2 separate regions of the Mus musculus genome follow, and region 2 is linked to region 1. The links are chromatin contacts, called in public HiChIP or PLAC-seq maps. All regions are on one chromosome and are shown on one strand. The core of a region is the stretch at or near the end of the contact, and the rest is flanking DNA. Distances in the headings are between cores, read along the strand shown. Region 1 overlaps Pitpnc1 (phosphatidylinositol transfer protein, cytoplasmic 1). Region 2 holds the start of Pitpnc1 (phosphatidylinositol transfer protein, cytoplasmic 1).

The links. HiChIP or PLAC-seq counts read pairs in DNA pulled down with a chosen protein or histone mark.
Region 2: a contact with region 1 is called in an H3K27ac HiChIP or PLAC-seq map of microglia, with 9 times the contacts expected there. The contact joins the promoter of Pitpnc1 here to the enhancer-like site in region 1. A contact is called at or near these places in 10 of 39 promoter capture datasets (the HPC-7 cell line, cranial neural crest, embryonic stem cells and 6 more), 3 of 15 datasets of contacts at CTCF or cohesin (the NIH/3T3 cell line, embryonic stem cells and stem cell-derived epiblast-like cells), 4 of 484 Hi-C or Micro-C datasets (the N1E-115 cell line, bone marrow-derived macrophages, embryonic fibroblasts and 1 more), 28 of 115 datasets of contacts at active chromatin or transcription factors (the 230-238 cell line, the NIH/3T3 cell line, the SCID.adh cell line and 20 more) and 4 of 9 other capture datasets (adipose tissue, embryonic stem cells, liver and 1 more).

The regions. Positions count from the first base shown.
Region 1 is chr11:107,239,508-107,244,414 of GRCm38.p6, reverse strand. All of the region lies in intron 6 of Pitpnc1 (phosphatidylinositol transfer protein, cytoplasmic 1), which reads left to right. Among named protein-coding and RNA genes, the nearest start is that of Nol11, 53 kb to the right of the region's middle. Within about 2 kb of position 2,499, at least 9 of the 459 cell types and tissues checked have an H3K27ac peak or open chromatin away from gene starts, as enhancers often do. A contact at or near this core is called in hepatocytes and microglia, where this site is marked.
Region 2 is chr11:107,468,624-107,473,530 of GRCm38.p6, reverse strand. Pitpnc1 (phosphatidylinositol transfer protein, cytoplasmic 1) reads left to right here and starts at 2,811. Exons shown (of 9, transcript NM_001359616.1): 1 at 2,811-3,640. The coding sequence starts at 3,593.

The DNA.
Region 1 (4,907 bases), core at 1,250-3,749:
GCATATACAAGGAAAGATATCAAAAACTAAATCTCTGAAAAATAAAGAAAACTAACCATCGCAGCATTGGAGATGGGTTTGAGGCAAGCATGTGCCTCTGGCCCGTGGCTGCCATGAGTGGCACTCGGGAAGTTTGTTTGTGTGCGTGGTGCTTTTCAGTCAGCAGCATGCATCCAGGAGAGAAGCAGAAGTGTGATTCTGATGACAGCCCCAGTTCCTTGAGTCTCAAAACCCTCTGCAACCTCATCAAGATGCTTCAGAAACTAAAGCCATTTGTGCTGCAAAGAGTTACCAAAAAATATGTTCTTTCTTCTCTTCTGGTTTAACCTCATTCCAAATGCAGCGTGTCTGATTCAGCATCTCTAAGAAACCTTAGAGCGCAAATTCAACGTTATGCCAAGTTTTGGCAATCTGTTCCTTCAGGTCCCAGGATGGTGCCTACCTTTAGTTCATTTTCTTATGCTATCTCAGAAGACCACGGAGCAGTTAATTTATTAACAATAGAAGTTTAGTTACTCACAGTTCTAGAGACCAGGATGGCCAAGAGTCTATTGCTGGCGTCTGGTGAAGGGTTCATGCTGCTTTAAACATGGTCGGTGGCAAGGACACAATTCAAGGGTTAGGATCTCTCTGCTTACTATATTCAAGTTTTTAAAGCATTTTATTGATACTTCATCTGGGAGGAGGATAGCAATAGAAGCCCCAAAATTTGCCTATTCTCCTCCTAAAGGGGAACACCTCTGCCACTTGTCTTGTTGTTGTAACAAAGCACCCAACAGAAATAACTTTGGACTCTCTCTTAACCGCCACACCAGTCTTATTGTTTAAAAGTTTTTACAGATCTGGCTCTCCAGCACTCCCCTGTTTTCTAGAGACCAGTGGCCGGGGTATTCTGTCACTCTGTTGTTCTGATAACCAGTCCCCCTTTTGTACGAGAGCTCCAACTCAGTCCACCTCATTAACTCAGATGAGGGCATGTTGGAAGGGATTCCTGATGGATAGATGGGAAAGACAGTTCTGGCTTGGGAAATTCCAGCAACTATAGGAGCACCATCCCAGGAGCCACAGACAAAGGCCCAGTCCTTTTATCATAACAATGACATCTCACGGATTAAGTGAAATTGTGTATGACGTGCTTGGCACCGGCTCTGGAGTCAATCTTTGTCACACAGCCCATATGCTGGTTTCCCTTTCTTCCATCCTTGGCTCTCTTCTGAGCCCCACCCATGGAAAGCATCAGAAAGCATCAGTAGTGAGTGGTCTTTGCGGAGTGTTCAGTTCTTTCGTAGTGTTTATCCCAAGTCCCCATCCTCACACTCTTTCTTTTCTTCTCAGCATGGTGAGTTTTGAATGTTTCTAGCCCTAGATTTTAACTGGGACAGGTGTAGAGCACATGCCGAGGCACCCCCCCCCCCACCACAGGAACTTTTGTTCTCTAGCTCTCTACGTGCCAGACAAAACTTAAGAGCCAACTTGTTCTAGCCGAGTCGCTTTGCAGGGGGATGGCATAAATCGCTGTGTTTGCGGTACATTCTGGTGCCGAGAGCAAAGGCCTTAAAAATAGCACTTTGGGTGCTAACTGCTAACAAAGCAAGAATTGACCCTTCCAGCCATGACTTCCACTTAGGCCTGTTCTTCTCTTTTTTTTGGAAACTGACTTATCATGGCTGACCTTTTAAGTCAAGTCTTCACTTAGCACTCAAGTACGCGTGCTCTGAAAACTCCCGAGTATGATTTTTGTGAACTACGGATCTCAGACCCAAGGATTCACCCATTTAGAGGAGACGGTTTGAATCATGCATTTAGCCAGGGAGATGGCTCGATAGGTAAAAGTGCTTGCCATTAAACCTGATGCCCTGAGTTTGATCCCTGGAGCCCACACAGATGGAAGAATAGAGTCAGTTCCTGCGAATTGTCCTCTGGCTTCCACATTTGCACCATGGCACATCTACACACACACACACACACACACACACACACACACACATCCGAGACAGATCGATAGATCGATGGATGGATATAGATAAAATGTAATTTAAAAATATATTGACGGATATGTCCCCACCTCTCCCTCATCCCTGGGAACCCACTGATCTACATTCTGTCTTGAACATCTCATATGAATAGGATCACTTAGCATTCCCTCCTCTAGGACAATAGTCTCTAAAAGTGTTTATGTACCTCTTGTAGGATTTTAAGTTCAAGAAACCCTGTACTAAATTTTGGGCTAAACTTCTTCCCAGTGAAATAGCCATTCATGGGTGGAAAATGATCCCAGCATTCTAGAGGCTGAGGCAGGAGGATCACAGGTCCCACATCAGTTTGGGCTACACAGCCAGACCCTGCCTGAAAAAGCCCACTGTAACAGCACTGGAAGCTGTGCTGGTTGTTCTCTCATTGCTGTGACAAACCACGTAACAAAGGCAGCTCACAGAAGGGAGGGACTTATTTTGGCTTAGAGTCTGAAGGTTCGTTTCGTCCATCCTGGCACGGTGGTAGGCATATGAAGCAAGCAGCTGGTCACGTGGGCATTCACAGCTGGGAAGAGGAAGTTGGACGCTGGTACTCACCTTGCTTTCTCCTTTTTATGCAATCCAGCAGTTAAAAGAGATCTTCCCACCTTAATTAACCTATCCTAGAAAATTCCTTATGCACACGCCCAGAGGTTTACCTCCAAGGTGAACTAGAGCCTGTCAAGCTAATCACTATTAGCCATCACCTTGGAGTGACCTTGGAGAAAAAGAAAATCTAGCATGGAATTTGTATTTCATTACTTCCTCTCTACTTTGGGGCTAAGTATTATCATTATATAATATAGCAATTCCCGGCTGGGGTTCCCATTTAGCCTTTTTATATTTAACGTTTATCAAAAACTTATCATTTCAATTAGCAGGGCAAGCCCCTGTTGGCTATTGTCCTTTGTGATTCTGACTGGAGGTGTAATTAATCATGGAGACGTTATATCTCATCTAATGTGGCTAATAGTATTACTTCCCAGATGCAAGCTCTCCTGTAGCTGGGCCAAGATCTTCTGTGGGCTTCTCTTTGCACTTTCCAGATGTGAGTTTAATAAAGTCACGCAGGAACAGTTTCCCATGGGCTCCTGAAAGCCTAATTCCTCAGCATTGCCTCTGTAGGCTTGTCCTGGTGTGAGATACCAATGCCTCCAGGTATTGCTGACCTAGTAGAGGGAAAACCTTCTACAGATGTGCCAAGGGGAAGGAGTGGCGAGCCAAGTTCTGGGGAAATTGCCTTGGCACCAGCTCAGCCCTCTCTAGATAGATGGGCTTTAACTGCAAGTGTTCAATTTACCATCTGCCTGGTCTGGAGAACACCAGCGGAGTCCAGAGCCAGAGACTTCACCACTGGAGGAATGGAGAAGCCCCTGGCCAGAAGAACACAGCCTTACCCATCTCTAGGCAGTCAGCTCTTGGGCTAGAGGAGCTGAGTGCATATCTCCAGGCCAGAGCCCTGCTAGCAGAGTTTCCCAATCACACAGTGGATCCACTCGTAGATAGAGTGGTGTTTGGGAAGCTCCGAGACCAAGTGACTAAACGGTAGAAGAGACATCAGAAATCTGGATATCTGACTAATCTCTCTCATCCGGTTTGAATGCGAGATGTTGCCCACAGGCTCAGCTGGTGGCAGTGTTCTGCGGGAGGTTGTGGAACCTTTCGGATGTGGAGGCTTCACCTATAAAAGTAGATTCACTAGTGGGTGGAGTTATATCCACTTCTGGGTCTGGCCTGGGTCTTTCTCTGCCTTGTGTTTGGCGAATCTGGGAGGAGCCTCCCACCTTCATGCTGCTCCCATCATGATGAATGGAGACACTCTGAACTGAGAGCTAAAAGAAGACTTCCCTCTTGTAATCAACTTCTAACAGATATTGTGTCACGTAACAACAGAAACTATTACATTCTTCTATGACCCTTGGTATGGGTTTAATGGTGCCCATCTGAGAAGATCTAAAGCCAGCGTGATAATGCACTTGGGAGGCCGAGGCAAGTAGATCTTTGTGAATTCAGGACACCCTGGTCTTACTTTGTAAGTTCCAGGACAGCCAGGGCTGTATAAATAGACACCCTTTCTCAATGAATACATAAGTAAGCCATCAAAGTCTTACTTGTAGCATTTATGTGTGTGAACTGAAGCTAGAGAACTGTAATGTGTGGGTTGGTTAGAGTCACTAGGGTCGGCCTTGAGCCCATATGACTGGTGTCCTTTATGTGAGGACACAAAGGCAGAACTGCACAGAAGGGAGATGGTATAGACACACAGGGGAATATTGCCTGTGATCACTCCCAAGGTGTGCTTTATAAGCCCAGGAATGTCAAAGAGGGCCAGCAAAACCCCTAGACGCTGAGGAAGACAAAGGCGGCAGGCATGACACCTTGATCATTTCGGATGTCTGCTTCCACACTAAGACAGCAAATCTCCATCATCTAAGCCCTCAGTAACAGAACACAAAATACCCAAGTGCCCCACCTAGGAGAAGAGCTCCACCCACCCCAACTTGACAGATTCCAGGAAGGACAAAGAACAGATAGCTAGGGGTGACTTTCATCACACCCAAACATACCTGCAAGTCACCTTTTGGGGTGTTCAATATGAACCCATCCTGTGTCAGGAAGTACCTGATCAGTGGATGCCAGGGAAGAGACATCTCTGGGTGGCTCCTGAGTGATGTCCTCAGGTAAAGCCCATTCAACAAACAGCCCATAGAGCAAGTAGTGATACATAGTGTGTGGGCACTGAACACTCCCATGTGACCTTGACCATGTGTCTCACCAATAATAATTTGTGTTCCAGTAACAACTATCAGCCCCTCTCTGGAGGCTAGGCATGATGGTATAACCTATCCCAACACTCAGGAGGTAAAGACAAGCAGATCTCCGTGAGTTCCAGGA
Region 2 (4,907 bases), core at 1,562-4,061, 230 kb before region 1:
AAACTCTTGGTGTCCAAAAAAAAAGCCACAAAAACAAATAAACAATAGAAAAACAAAAGAAAGGAAGGAAAGAAGGAGGGAGGAAGGAAGGAAGGGAGGGAGGTAAAATTCTTGTCATTCACTTGTGGCTCCTGAAGGCAGGACTTGAAACACTTGCAAGCAATCACTTTGACCAGTAGATGGCACCCTCTTCCCCAAGACAAATGAGTTATGAATGAACTCTCCCTAACCCCAGACCACGAACCATAGTAATGAATACTAGCCGCCCCTAATTCCCGCCCAGATCGTTTTTATGCCTCCTCTCTTCCTCATTCCATCTGGTCTACATGTTCCCATATGTTCCCTGTAGTATTAATGTTAACACAGGCACCTCTAGTATTATATCCTAACCAATTCAGCATATTGTTATCGGTGTTACTTTCCATAACAGATGGATAGATAGTCAATACTTGGCTTTAAAATAATGTCATGAGGCCGTGGATAGCATGAAGGATTCTCCAAGAAGGCAATAATGGGATGAGCAGAAGGATCAAAGCTGAGAAGTGAAGGTCTTCTGAGGCCATTGGTGTTAAGAAATACTCGTGGACTAAAGTGGGAGAGAAGGTCTTAGAGCCTGGAGCCTCCTGTTGTCACCAAAAGGCTTTCAAGTTGCTATGGTTAAAGCTGTGCTTGCACACTATTAGTGAGACCGGGGAAATAAGGAAGCCAAGTAGAAAGAAAAAGACAATATACTGGGGAAAGTCACCTTGTAATGTGAGGTGGAAGAAAAGTACAGCCAAAAAAAAAAAAAAGAAAAAAAAGAAAAAAAAAAAAAAGAAAAAAATAATCAAAAACAAAACAAAAAAAAAGAAAAAAAGAAGAAAAAAACAAAAAAAAAGAAAAGAAAAGAAAAGAAAAAGAAAAGTACAGCCAGCCAGCAGTGTCTGTGGGTTCCCTGTCAGTGCATCCACTGTCCCACGGATCAAAACATACTCAGAAACCACTAATGTACGGAACACATGGCAGATGTCCTTACTCTCTGAACAATGCGATATAACAACTATTCACATGCCATGCACATTACATTAGATAGTATTAGCAGTCTAGAGATAATTGGAAATACACAGTAGGAAGCCACTGTGAAGATGATTAAGTGCCATTCTGCTAAAAGGAAAAAAGAAAAAAAAATCATCTTGGGTTCTTTTTGTCTCACAAGCTTCCAATTCAACACTATCAGGTCAAATTTAATGATCTACCTTGAAGGACGGTGGTAGCCTACACCTTTAATTCCAGCACTTGGGAGGCAGAGGCAGGTAGGTAGGTCTCTGAGTTCAAGGTCAGTTTGGACTTCAAAGTGAGTTCTAGGACAACCAGGGCTAGACAGAGAAACCCTGTCTCAAAAACAAAACAAAACAAAATTTCTCAGGGTGTTTGGTTTACCTTTAATTAGCTGCTGTAAATATTTCAGAGCCAACTTTGGGAAGCATTTATCTAGAAAATAGTTTTCTTTCTTTGTCTCTCTTTCTTTCTTTCTTTCTTTCTTTCTTTCTTTCTTTCTTTCTTTCTTTACCAGAATATAAGCTATGTTTAGGGTGTCATTTTCCTAGCAGGCTGGATCATGTTCCCTGAGCTCTAAACTTGGGTCATCTGGACAACATTAGCCAGAGCCCACCCTCATTATGTTGATTAGTGACTTATTGAGCATCATTTTAACATACTATACCATTGAGGCCTGCAGAGTCTGCATTGCCCAATGCAAGCTCTATGGGTGAATGTGGGTCTCCAGAACTCACAAATGCACACACACACACACACACACACACACGTTTGTGTGAACATATGCATCTATGTTTGAGAGCCAGTGATGTTTACACATTATCCTCCTATAGGCAGTGGATGCACTTTTTTCCTCCATTTTTAGGAAAACAAGCTAAAAAAAAAAAAAAAAAAAAAAAAAAACAAACCAAAACCGAATGCCAGACAAATGAAAACCAGACTTCAGCAGTTACATGCTGCTTCCTGAGTAACTAAAGAATGTGCTTCTTGTGGTTAAAATGAGAGATCTGTTTAATATGGATGAAATACCAACACCCCGGGCATTTTTATTGACATTTCACTGTGACTTTTTGAACTTAGGAGTGCTGACACGAAAACCTATTCTTTCTGCTCTGGGAAGCCTGCAGTTGGGATTGCAGAGAGCCAGGGAGAAAGAGGTAGCAGGCAATGCTTCTCTCTCTCTCTCTCTCTCTCTCTCTCTCTCTCTGTGTGTGTGTGTGTGTGTGTGTGTGGTTGCGAGCGCGCACGCATTTTTACTCTGTTTTCACCAACACTGCTGCAGAACTCCGCCTTGAGAGCATGTTAGAAAAACCCATTCTAAAACCATCATTTCTCTTGCTCCGGCCTTGCTTACTCCATCAGAGAGAAAAAAATGTTCGCTGTGAGCATTTGTAAACACGCCCCCAGCCCCAAAGTCAAGGGGCACTAGTGCACTTTGGAAACGGTTTCCAAAGCGACTAAGTAGAGAGCCCTATGGCACCCAGGTTACATTTGAAAACAGATCCAACGTTGTAAGAGTCCAGGATAGCTTCTTTGCGATTCTCTGTTCTCTTTGCGTTAGCTGTTCTAGGTTCTGGGACAGCCCTGGCGTCTGGCAGCAGACGGGAGAGACATGCTGTTTTGTTTAAATCCTCCACATTCTTTGCCATTTCCCCATTGGCCGGATGGGGCTACCCTCCCCGCCGCGGCCGCTGCTGATGTCAGCCTCGTCGCTCTCGCTCCTCCCGCACCCACCTCCCTGCCCCAGGCACACTGCAGCTCGGCGCGGACTCTCCAGTCGCGGCGAGGTGGCTGCAAACTCACGGGCACGCACGGCGCTCTCAGAGCCGAGGGACTCGGGGGAGGGGACGCGCGCAAGCCGCTGGCAGCCAACCGCCTAGGTTGAAGACACCCGGGGCCCAGAGCAGGGCAGAGCCTTGGCGGCTGCGGCTTCCCTTTTCTCTCTCAGCTGAGCTCCGGAGAGACTCGGGGACTGGCCCTAAAAAAGAGCAGGAAATCTTGTTTACCGCCCGGGGAGAGGAGCCCATCGAGCCTTTGTTTGGAAAGTCAGCATCGCCTGCTCCCGCGGCAATGTGTTCCTGGTGACATTAACCCACGGTAGACGGGTAGGAGAAAAAGGGGGCTCGCCAGGTTCAGCTCTGCTTTCGGAGGAGGATCCAGAGGAGACTTTTGTGCGTTTGTTTGAATTTGTGGAAATCCCTTTTCCTCCTCCTTTTGCCTCTCTTGCCCGCCGCCGGGCATGTCCTGATCTGGTGGCCGCGCCTACCAGCCCGGGGCTGCTGATCCGAGCTGTCTCCCGCGGGTCTCCCTCCCTCAGTGCCTGACTTTGCAATACCGAGAGGGCTGATCTCTGCGAGGAAGGAGGCGGGGGAGTCACAGACACCGGGACCCGAAGCTTGACATGCTCCGGGGCGGACCGGAGGCAGTTAGGAGCTGAGCGCACCACCGGGGCTGCTTCGCTTGCCGGTTCCCAGCGTCTTTGCCCTCCTCTGGGCTCCAGCCTTGCTCATCTGTTGGGACGCCCCCTTCTTTCCCGAGGTCTGCGGCCGGCAGGAACATGCTGCTCAAGGAGTACCGAATCTGCATGCCGCTCACCGTGGACGAGGTAGGCACCGCGCCCGGCCTCGCCCGCTCCGGGTCCCCAGCCGCCACCACTCGGCCGGCGGGTCCACTGCGTGCGGCGGGGAAACCCTGGCGCCCAAACCTGGAGGCTGGAGGGGGAGGAGGCAGGGGATTCGCTGTTCCCACTCGTCACCCCAGCAGAGGAAAGGCGGCGTGGGGGTGGGGCGGGGGAGTCCAGGTGAGCTCTTCGGGGACATCTAGAATCAGATTCCTGGGGACCACAATGCGTCACAGGGAGCTGTTGCGCCCCCTCCCTCCAATTAAGCAAATGCACAGAGTATAAGAGCCCAAGCATGCTCTGCAGCCGGAGTATCGGGGTAACCGGCCGTGGTGGTAGCCACTGTCCCCATGTCCTCTTTACAAGGTGGGCTTGCAGGGACAAATTCCGCGCGGGTGGGATCTGCAGACCAGAGTCCCGCCTTGGGGGCATGTGGGAGGCCTGGAGAGGGTCCGTTTAGAACCCGACTTCTTGTCGCCTCCGGTCTAGGCGCTGGCTCCTGCCCAGCCGAGCATCCAGGCTCCCTCCGCGATCTGGATTGTCCTTTGCTGACCGCCTGGCTCGGAAACTTTCTGCGTGTCTCGTTCCTTCCGCGGCGGGGAGCGTGGTCTTAGGAAGAGCCCCAGTGGTGGGGCCTGCGGCGCGGCCACCGGAGGGCGCTCCAGGCCGTCAGGCCGGGCCCTCCTGGCTCTGAGTATCGGGGCTGCAGGGTGGGGGGCTCCCCGCTCAAGGGCTCGGCCTCCACGCGCAGGTCAGCTTGCATTCTTCCGATTCCTTCTCCGCCCCCCGTCCCCCCTATCCGCGAGCTCCGCCATTGAGGAAACAGTGACTCAGTGAGGGTCACTCCGGCCCGGGCTTCCTTTTCGTTCCCCTTTCTCCCCACCTCTTTGGATATTTCATAAGTGCTTTGCGTCTGTCCAGGGACACACAGCCAGAACATGAAGCCAATCAAGGCAATTTGGGAAAGACTCCTGTGGTTTGATGTGGCAACAAATGAAATCAGCGATCCACGACGTATTTGTATTTAAAACCGGTGCATTTAATCTATCAGACATGTGATCTACTCACTACTTTGTGAAAGGGGCCTTGTGCTTTTGTGTTACTCAGACTATGTCTGGCTCCCTGCCCCCCCCCCCACCTCCCAGGGTGGTGGTGGTGGGGGCAATCTTCCTTCTGCATCTGGCGCCAGTGTTAAGGTGAGACCCTAGGACAATCCAAGGTAGGATCAAAGTAGCCTGAAGTTTACAAAACA